2 separate regions of the Zea mays genome follow, and region 2 is linked to region 1. The links are chromatin contacts, called in public Hi-C maps. All regions are on one chromosome and are shown on one strand. The core of a region is the stretch at or near the end of the contact, and the rest is flanking DNA. Distances in the headings are between cores, read along the strand shown.

Region 1 (5,187 bases), core at 1,690-4,189:
CTGCTGCTTTCTGTCCAACGGCTAGTTTGGGGTGTGGAGGCTATAAATACCACCCCAACCGGCCATTCTCAAGTGTGAGAGCCCAAGCAACATACCAAGACACATAGTGCATATTTCCAAGAGCTCAAACACCCAAGTGCTTAATAGAATCACTCGGTGATTAGCGTAGGTGCTTTGCGAAGTGCTTAGGTTAGTTAGACCGCTTTAGCGCTTGCTCTAGGTGAACCCTAGTTAGTTGAGTGAGTTTTGTAAAACCACACAACCCCTCGGCTCTTGCGTGAGTCGTTGTATTTGTACCGAGTGGGGCGAGAGTCTTGCGAGACCGTGACAACCGCGTTTGTGTCACGGCCGCCACCGTGTACCGGAGGGAACGAGGCCCGCGGCGTTTCGGCCGGAAGCTCGATAGTGGAGACGGCGGGGAGCGTCCGAGAGGAGCCGAAAGCGGAGCACCACTCGCGCGTGGAGAAGGCCCGCGGCTCTCTACGGAGTTACTCGACCGTGGTGCTTGGCCCTCGCGTGGGCTTCCCTTTGCGTAGGGGCACCAACGAGGATTAGTCGGGACCTTGCGTGGTTTCGGATACCTCGGTAAAAATACCGGCGTCTTCCACGAGAGTTTGCTTCTCTACTTAGCTCTTTACATTCCGCATTTATATTAAGCATTTAAGTTTCAATCTTATTGTCATACTTATTTAGTGTAGATTGAAACTTAGCCTTTGCGGTAGAGATAGCAACACTTAGACAAAACCGAGTTTGCACATTCTAGTTTTGATTATTTGCATAGGTTTTGCTCTAGGGATTTAATTGTGGCCTAGTTTAGTAAAAGTTTTAGAAGTCCTAATTCACCCCCCCTCTTAGGCGTCACCCGTTTCCTACACCTCTAACTCAAACTCTCACACTCTTTGCTTGAGATTGCATTCTAGTGAGTGGTTGAGAGGTTCTAGTGCATTTGCATCCATTGTGATCTTTTGAGGCACTAGGTGGTACACCGAGCAAGCATCATCGACTTGTTACTCTTGGAGGTTGTCGCCTCCTAGACGGCTCGGGTGTTGAGCTCTCCGTGAAGATTGTGGAGGATTCGTAGTGTTGATTGTGAGGGGTTCGTGCCCAACTCGCTGGAGCGACAAAGGCCACGCTAGTGGAATCGAGGTATTGAGTGAGTTCTTGTCCACTTGGCTCAAATATCAAGTCGTGTCTTGATAGAGGAGCAAATGAGAGCTTGAATTCCACCTCAACATGGATTAGGGGTGATCGGCAAATCACCGATACTACGGGATAAATTTCAGTGTCATTCTCTCACTCTTTATTCATTACTTGCAAGTAGTTAGTGATTTGTGTATTGCCTATCATTTGTAGTATTGATATAAATTGCTCATCATATTTTGTTAGCCTATCAAAGCTAGGAAATTTATATCTCTTGTTGTTTTGATTAAATTTCTCTAGTGTCTTTGTTTTTAGTTAAAATCGTCTATTCACCATGCCCTCTAGCCGGTGTCCTAGGTCCTATAGGGTCGCGCCCAGGGCGGCCATCACAGTGGTGAGGCCAGCTGTCTGCACGGCGGCTAGAGGGTCGGCCGCGCCTAGTGAGGCGGGCATAGAGGGGGCCGCGCTCAGGGGAATGACGACGTGGGCGGTGGCCAGGAAGGGGGTCGCGGGCAGGGAGGCGGCGTCCGCGGGCAGAGCCGTGGCGGCGCTCGCACCCGGACTGGTGGCAGCGTTAGCACCGGTGTGGGGGAGGTGCGCCATGGGAGCAGGGTGGCCGGCGCCGGGGAGAAGCCGGCGGCTGGGTAGGTTGGCGGCTCGGAGGGAGGGAGAGAAAGAGGCAGTCGCCGACTGGGAGGGAGGGAGAGAAAAATGAGTTTGGTTCTGGTACCATATTGAAACCCCTAACCCTAGAATAGGGTGGGGATATGTATTAATAGACTTGGTGTTAGGCCTGGCCCATTACAGAGGGGCGAGAGGGTAAAATACATAGGGAAGATTCCCAAACCCTAATACAATTCTAACACTATCAAACAACATGCTAGCAGACCTTCACAGCTCTCAACACACGAAACAAATTCAGGTTATAATTTGGAAAGCAATCGAAGGTAAACAAACATGAGGCAACCAAGACGGTAACCTAGGATTACCTTCATATCTTGCATGAAATGCGTTTGGGTTGAATGAGATCTATTTGTCCAAAACAAAAAAGGAACAGAAAACTTAATCATAAATTTGTTTTGAGAAATGCCAAGTAGAAATCAACTATAATACCCTAAAGTCATATTTTAGGTAATTTAGGATGTTTACCACAAGATTAAAATACTTATGTTGTGAATCAAGGGATTAAATGAAAAGAGCCTCTAGGGAGTTAAATTATTCCTTTCATGGAAACCTATACATTGAAATACTTTTTGAAGAGGTATACAAAAGTGTGGCCTAATAGGGACTTCATGGTCATTTATAAAAAGGTAATAGACATCTAATTTGCAATGAAGTTAATACTTATTTTATTTAATAAAAGGAACCCTAATTATTAAATTGTGTGTTGCATTTTTATCAAGTTTATACGATTTGGGGCATTTACTTAAAAGAGTTGAATAATGATAGTAAAATAAAATATATATACTTTGCATCATGCTATATCTTTGGTTGTGCATTCAAATATGTGAATCTCAAAACTAGATTTGAACTTAAAAAGAAATTAAGACAAAAGAAAAGAATTTATGCCTGTTCTGGGCCATCTCTCCACCCCACGGCCCATCTCACCCGTGCAACCGGCTACCTCACCCCATCCCATCTTGCGCAGTCCAGCTTCACATCCAGACATTTGTCGGGCCACTTCTCTGCCCCGTTTCTTTTCCCCACAAGAATGATGTGTGGGCCCCACCGGTCAGTCTGACCTCACATAGCGCATACATCGGTACTGAGTGCCTCTCCCACCGTCGGGTGGGCCACGCTCGCCAGAGACTCGCCCGCGCGCATGCTCTGTCTCGGGCACTGGCTGGTGGGACCCCTACTCAGATGTCACCTACCTAGCGATAAGGCAGAAGTCGTAACCAAACAGAGAGACCGTAGCCGCCGGGATTGGTCACTCGCTCGATCCGATTCCACCCGTATCAGACTCTCCCCATACCTTATAAAACTTACGATCCGTGACCCCATATCAGGCTGCGTCGACAACTCGAAGCCACCATCATCACCCGGGCGTGAAGTGCATGCCAAGGGAGATTTTTGTGCCGCCGTCATGGTCCCACAATTCCATGGCTGTCCTATGCACGTGGCGTGGTCGGGGATGAACGCTAGTTCATGTGCAAACCTTCTGCGGTGTCATCGGGTGGATAGGGCTACCATCGCCGACTCAATTGCTCGCTGGAGACAAGGCTCCGCCGCAGATCCGCCCCCACCGTGGGCGGGTATTTTTCACAGCCTAATTCCTCCGTATGGCGCCACTACTAGCTTCGATGTTTTCTACTCCTTGCAGAGCGCTAAACCACGTGGGAGATTGCACAGGGGGTCGCCCATTATGCCTTCACCGGCGAACCATGGCCGTGATGGGTGGGCGGCGCCGCCTTGGGTTGTCTGGGAGTGAAGACGGGGTATGTGTCGTTGGTTCCTAGATAGACGACCATGATTAGGTGTTAGGTCTCGATGGGGTGGGATTGATCGGAGCCCTTGGATCATGATCGCGGGACTCGGAAAAGATCAGGCTTCATAAAATCCGTGTCGTTCATTTAAGATCCGAGCATCCCGAGCACATACCGGTTTACTTGGATGAACGGTCTAATCTGAGCCATTGATCTAAATCTGAGCGGCTCATATTAACCTGTACCCCCTTCGGCGCGGCTGTTTTGTAAAAGAGCCCTAAGAGTTTGTAGATTTCAACCCCCCATCCTTTGTCGTGTTAAATAACTGAGTATAGGCCCCTAGAATTTACAAATTGATCCCTGGATCTAGTAAAATTAGTATAAAGTGATCCTAAATCTTATTTATTGCATATCTTGCTCATTTTAACTCTGATTTGATCTGTTCAAGTTGCGTTAGATTCGTAATAAAATTGTCTATGCAGTAAAACATTATTCATAACACATCATGTACTTTTATATTTAACCTATGTTTATTTTACTACCTCTTCTTATTAAGGTTAATATGTCCATAATTATAATTTAACTAGAATATGATCTCAAATCAAGTTGTAACTTAGAATAAGGTTCAATTAAGTTATTTTTTGGTAATATCTTTACCACATGATTTATAATATATTTTTTATTATTTAATCACCTAAATCTTTGGAAAATCATATCTTTCTAAATGTAGCTCCGATTTTTGTGGTTCTCGAACCCACGATCTCGTAGCAACACGTAGAATATCCTTACGCTGGTTGTTCTCATGTTTGGTGTACTATTATTTTTATGCATTCCTTGTTTATTTGTATGTATTGCTTCGAGTAGCAGCGAGGCCACGAGGAACCCGAAGACCAATTTAGTGAAGTACTTGGGATCACAAGTCAAAGACAAGTTGTACGCTTGATCACTCTTCTTTACCTAATAATGTTCCTGTTAATCACTGTGACATGCTCATGTTAATTTGATGGGACCCAATAGGTTTCACTAGTTTTATTTACGCCACACCTTGCAGACACATGAACTATTAGGTAGACTTGCTATTGCTCTACCTGGTTTTGGGATTAATGTTATACTGAATTATGATCATGTTCCAATTTTGTTGTTAATTTAATTATTGTTTATGATATGATTATTGTGTTAATTGGAACATGGAGAACCACCCGAGAAAACAGTGCTACCACAAGAGTGATATGAGACGCCCTTGGCTGACTAATTAGGAAAGCTAGTGGAGGACTACCTTACTCGAAAGGGGCAAGGACGGTAGAGGAGCTGCCGATATAGGGAAGTTCTCGGGTCGATCATTCTGCGATGGCTTTTTGGACGATGGATTCTTATATCGCCCTTCTCAGAAACCGTAGTGGGTTTTCTGAAGCTATTAGAACTTTGTAAAGGCCTCGTAGTGCTACTTTGCCTCGTCTCCTCAGTAGAGATGTATGGGATTCATGACCGTGGCAATGAATAACACGACTTGTGGGTAAAGATGTGCAACCTCTACAGAGTGGCAAACTGGTATATCAACTGTTCTCACAGTCATGAGTGGCTCGGACCCTCACATCAGTAATTTATGGAACTAAACTTAATT
Region 2 (5,187 bases), core at 1,026-3,525, 570 kb after region 1:
CCACAAAGGGGCGTGTAGCATCATGAATCTTGTCTTCTGGCTCTTGCATCTATCTGAAGGCCTTAGCAAATATGATATCCGCTGCACTGGCTGTATCGACTAGAACATTATGGACCAGAAATCCCTTGATGACACAAGATATGACCATAGCATCATTGTGAGAGTAATCTTTGAGCTGAAGGTCCTCCTGAGAGAAGGTGATTGGGATGTGGGACCATTTTGACTTGATGAAGGGTCCCTACACCCCAACATGTTGCACCCTTCTCTGCGCTTACTTCTTCTGCTTCTTGTTAGCCGGCTCTGAACTTGAGCCGCCTGTTATCGGGAGCACCAGCTTCGTAGCCGAAGGTGCTACGACTTGGTTGTTGAACGAAGCCATCAGCTCAAGAGTGGAAGTGAGTTCACCGGAGGTGGGAGCCAATGTTGGGGACTTGTTCTCAAATGCTTCATCATCACAGTATACGTTGATGAAAGACGAAGCATATGAAACATGAGAAATAACATGAATAATCATATGACATTATTAATAGATCTTTATTATATCATTATAGATGAATAAGAATAGTATTGAATTATATTTGTACCTTCGGCTCGACAGAAGGCAAAAGGTTCAAGCGTGACGCACAAGCGAGTACAGGCCAGCGTGAACAGTACGAGGGTACTGTTCACCTATTTATAGGCACAGGACGCAGCCCGGTCAAAATTACATTTATGTCCTCGACAACTAGTTACAATCATGACACAAATTATCATGGACCGATTGGTCTTTTCCTCTTTAACTCGGTACAGCCCTTCGTCTCAAGGCATGTCGCTATGCCGAAGCTCCCTAGATGGTAGCTTCGGCGTGTACCTTTGCGCTTGTACTTGCTTATGTGCTGATCTTCCGAAGGTGTTTCTTCTTAAAGGACCTTCGGCGACGAAGCAGTCCCCCAGCAGAGGGTCTTGTTTAACAGAGGTCCCTTCGACATAGTTCCCATGACCCGGACGTGGTTTGGTGATGGTCTGTGTTGTTGTGCTGACGTTGCTCAGTGTTACTGGGTTAGCCCCCTTTCCCCTGTGGGTCTGCTTGCTAGAGGGTTGGTCGGCAATTCCGTTTCGCCGAGTTTCTCAACTGGCGGATGGTCAGCAATTCTGCCTCGCCATGTTGCTCGGCAAGCAGGTTGGTCGACAACTCCGCCTCACCGACTTGCTCGGCAGGCGGGTTGGTTGGCAATTCCGCCTCGCTGATTTGCTCGGTGGATAGGTTAGTCGGTCGGCCTTTTGGGCCACCTCGCCGATTCGCTCGGCAGACGGGTTGATCGGTTAGTGGGCCGTCTTTGGGAGGTCTTCTTCGGGCACCATGTTTCTAGGTACGTGACATGTAGCTATAAATTAATTATAGAAAATCATTATGTAAAGCTATAACAATAACTTTATACTAAAATACAACGTCATTAAAACTTGTAATATTCGCTCTCACATGGAGTCAAACACGTCGTTAAATCCTCAAATATTCTCTCACGAGAGTCAAAACTCTAATGTAAAATGCTACTAAGGATCTATTTAAATACACTAGAGCTAATAGTTAGCTGCTAAAATTAGCTGAGACATCTAAACACCCTAACTAATAGTTCATCTATTAGCTATTTTTAGTTGTAGACATCTAAACACATTTAGCTATTAGTCCAACTAACTATTAGCTGCCCCTCAATTATCCATTAGTTTATTAGCTAGTTTAACTCAACTAATTGTTAGCCAACAAATTTCACTTATGTTTTTAGCCAACTAACTATTAGGTCTAGTGCTTTCAAATAGGGACTAAGGCTCTTTAACCAGTAGACTAGAGATATTTTCCATCTAGTGAAAATATGTCATTGTGAGAGTAAGACCCCGTTTGAATGCAGTAGAGTTAATAGTTAGGTGACAAAAAGTTGCTACTAGTTGACTAATAAATATTTTCTATTTTAGCCGAGTTGAACCAACTAATAACTAATAGGTAGTTGAGGGTGTAGCTAATAGTTAGACAAACTATTAGATAGGAGCGTTTAAATATCTCCAACAAAAATCAGCTAATAGCTAAATTATTAGTTGGGTTCTTTTGATGTTTGTAGCTAATTTTAGCAATCAACTTAACTCTAGCGCATTCAAATAAACAGGGCCGGCATTTGTTTCTTTTTCTTGGGCCCGCGCAACCATTTGTGGCATCAGGGCCTCAAATCCACGGCCCAAACCGAATAGCATCATCTTCTCGACATTCGTGGCCCCTTATGCATTCGAACGCGCTTCACCTGAGCGCCATGTGTTCGATAAAATGCTGCTTCCTCCTCCGGCGCCTTCGCCGCCCCCGCATCCACTGTTTCTCCACGGCGGGGGCGAGCACTACACTCCCGCGGAAGAATTATGCGGGGGATCCTCTTTGCGGAGCGGGGCCGCCTCCCGCGCCGGGCACCGGGGACGCGGCGAGAGCCCACGAGGCGGCCGTCAGGCGGCTGGCGGCGGCGGGCGACGTGGATGGCGTGCAGCTGGCGCTGCAGGAGATGCGGCTGAGGGGAGTCCCGTGCACCGAGGGTGCCCTCGTCGCCGCCGTCGGCGCCTTCGCTCGCGCGGGGGCGCCCGACCGCGCGCTCAAGACGTTCTACCGCGCCGTGCACGACCTTGGCTGCGCGCGCCCCACCGAGCCGCGGCTCTACAACCACCTCATCGACGCGCTGCTGCGGGAGAACATGGTGGGTGCCGTCGTGCTGGTGTACGACAACATGAGGAAAGACGGTGTGCATCCTAACGTGTTCACCTACAACCTGCTTGTCAGGGCGCTGTGCCAGAACAACCGGGTCGGGGCCGCGCGCAAAATGCTCGACGAAATGGCCAGGAAGGGGTGTCCCCCGGACGACGTGACGTATGCCACCATTGTCTCAGTGCTGTGCAAGCTTGACAGGCTGGACGAGGCCACAGAGGTGTTGGCTGCCATGCCGCCTGTGGCTGCCTCCTACAATGCCATCGTTCTAGCTCTCTGCAGAGAGTTCAGGATGCAGGAGGTGTTCTCAGTTGTCAGCGACATGGTGGGGAGGGGATTGCAGCCTAATGTCATCACGTACACAACTATAGTCGATGCGTTCTGCAAGGCTGGGGAGCTGAGGATGGCGTGTGCCATTCTGGCAAGGATGGTGATCACCGGGTGCACTCCAAATGTTGTGACATTCACTGCATTAGTCAGAGGACTATTCGATGATGGAAGGGTGCATGACGCACTAGACATGTGGAGGTGGATGGTGGCTGAAGGATGGGCACCGTCGACGGTTTCGTACAACATTCTGATTCGTGGACTTTGCAGCGTTGGTGATCTCAAGGGAGCATCATCGATACTCAACAGCATGGAGCAACACGGCTGCTTTCCTAATGTGAGGACCTACTCCACTCTAATTGATGGTTTCTCCAAAGCCGGGGACCTAGGTGGTGCCATATCAATATGGAATGACATGTCAAGATCTGGTTGCAAGCCAAACGTTGTTGTTTACACAAACATGGTGGATGTGTTTTGCAAGAAGCTGATGTTTAATCAGGCAAAAAGTCTTATTGATAAGATGCTATTGGAAAACTGTCCTCCCAACACAGTGACATTCAACACGTTGATTAGAAGCCTATGCGACTGCAGAAGAGTTGGGAGGGCTCTTGGTGTGTTCCACGAGATGAGAAGGCATGGATGCGTGCCAAATGGTAGGACCTATAACGAGTTGATCCATGGTCTGTTTAGGGAGGGAAACTGTGGAGACGCTCTTCACATGGTGACCGAGATGCAAAGTCATGGTATTGAGTTGAGCTTAGTAACATACAACACTGTAGTAAGTGGTCTATGTCAAACGAGAATGAGCAGAGAAGCTATGGTTTTTGTTGGGAAGATGATAGTTCAAGGAATTCAACCAAATGCATTCACTTTCAGTGCAATAATTCATGCTTACTGCAAGGAAGGGGAAGTCAGGATGGCCGCTTGGATGTTAGGTGCGATGAATGTAGTGAACTGCCACCGTAACATACTAGTGTACACTATTCTAATGGCAGAGCTTTGCAATCAAGATAAGCTGGTAGATGCCATGACGTACCTACTAAAGATGCTATATGAAGGTATATATCCAAATACAGTGACATGGAACGTTTTGGTCCGTGGAGTTTTTAGGAACCTTGGCTGCATTGAACCAAGTGATTTCATACAACATATTACCATGAACTTATCAGAAGGGACCTGAGGTTCAATGTTGTGATTATTTGGCATCCCAATGAAGGCAAAGTTGATAAGCAGCAGATTCTCTCAGATCGCTGTTTCTGCATTAAGTAATTTATCTGTATGGTATGATATATTCTGTAACGTTAACATTCTTTTGTCATCAATGATCAGATGAGTTGAGGTTATCCAGCTGACCTTGGGGTCTCATTAGAAGTCAAAATTGTAAATTCTGATTCATCATTTCCATTGGTATGGACTGTGCACTATTAACATTGTTTGTTGAAGTCATAAGGACCTGACTTTACGCTCTTACTAGTGAACTTTGTCTGAAACACTTCTTTTTCTCTAAAGTACAATTACTACTGGTATCTTCCCTCGTTTGCTTGTTTATATGCAGAACTTTTTTTTAAACAAATACATACAGATTTACAAATGCAGAGAATAATGCTTTTTTGGACACATTGCTTTCTTATAAATTTGACCATTAGCCAGATGGCTAGGTTCTGCTAGGAAGGTAACACCTATCACTCGGTGACGCTTAGTGCCTATGTACTCAATTAGGAGGCTACGCTTTTGAACAATGGGGTGAACGGGTCAGGCTCAGTCTAGTTTGCCATCTTGTTGCTGATGGCCTTCACTCTTCGGAACTCTAGTTGAGATTTGAGAATCATCTGATCACTATAGACAAAGGCACAATATACATTTTATTGCTTATTACTTATAGCCCTGAGTTGTTACTTCTCAACATTAAATGTGAAATTTACAACAGTGTTTTCCCTTTTTCAGCTTGTGAGATTTGGCACCGTTCTTCTGTGCCTCCAGTTTTTTGTATACTGTGTCAATCTCAGACTGCATGCAAAAAGACTCTGGATTAGAAATACTCAAAAGCAACAAGAAAGGCCAAGAAATCAGTGACTGAAGCGGATCAAGAGTCTTAAATGCCTTCCTCACCTGGTAATAGTTCAGCATATTCTTTCTTCTTTTCTTCG

Evidence for each region. A called contact is a pair of places that touch in the nucleus more often than the background predicts.
Region 2: a contact with region 1 is called in a Hi-C map of tassel, with 2.4 times the contacts expected there. The contact joins the promoter of LOC100274417 here to the enhancer-like site in region 1. A contact is called at or near these places in 3 of 25 Hi-C or Micro-C datasets (ear, leaf and tassel).

The regions. Positions count from the first base shown.
Region 1 is chr8:133,522,457-133,527,643 of Zm-B73-REFERENCE-NAM-5.0, forward strand. No RefSeq gene overlaps it. Among protein-coding and RNA genes, the nearest start is that of LOC100217208, 18 kb to the left of the region's middle. Within about 2 kb of position 2,940, at least 19 of the 20 cell types and tissues checked have an H3K27ac peak or open chromatin away from gene starts, as enhancers often do. A contact at or near this core is called in ear, leaf and tassel, where this site is marked.
Region 2 is chr8:134,097,046-134,102,232 of Zm-B73-REFERENCE-NAM-5.0, forward strand. It overlaps LOC100274417, which reads left to right and starts at 2,276. Exons shown (of 1, transcript NM_001360590.1): 1 at 2,276-4,386. The coding sequence starts at 2,277. The coding sequence ends at 4,220. It also overlaps the pseudogene LOC103637292.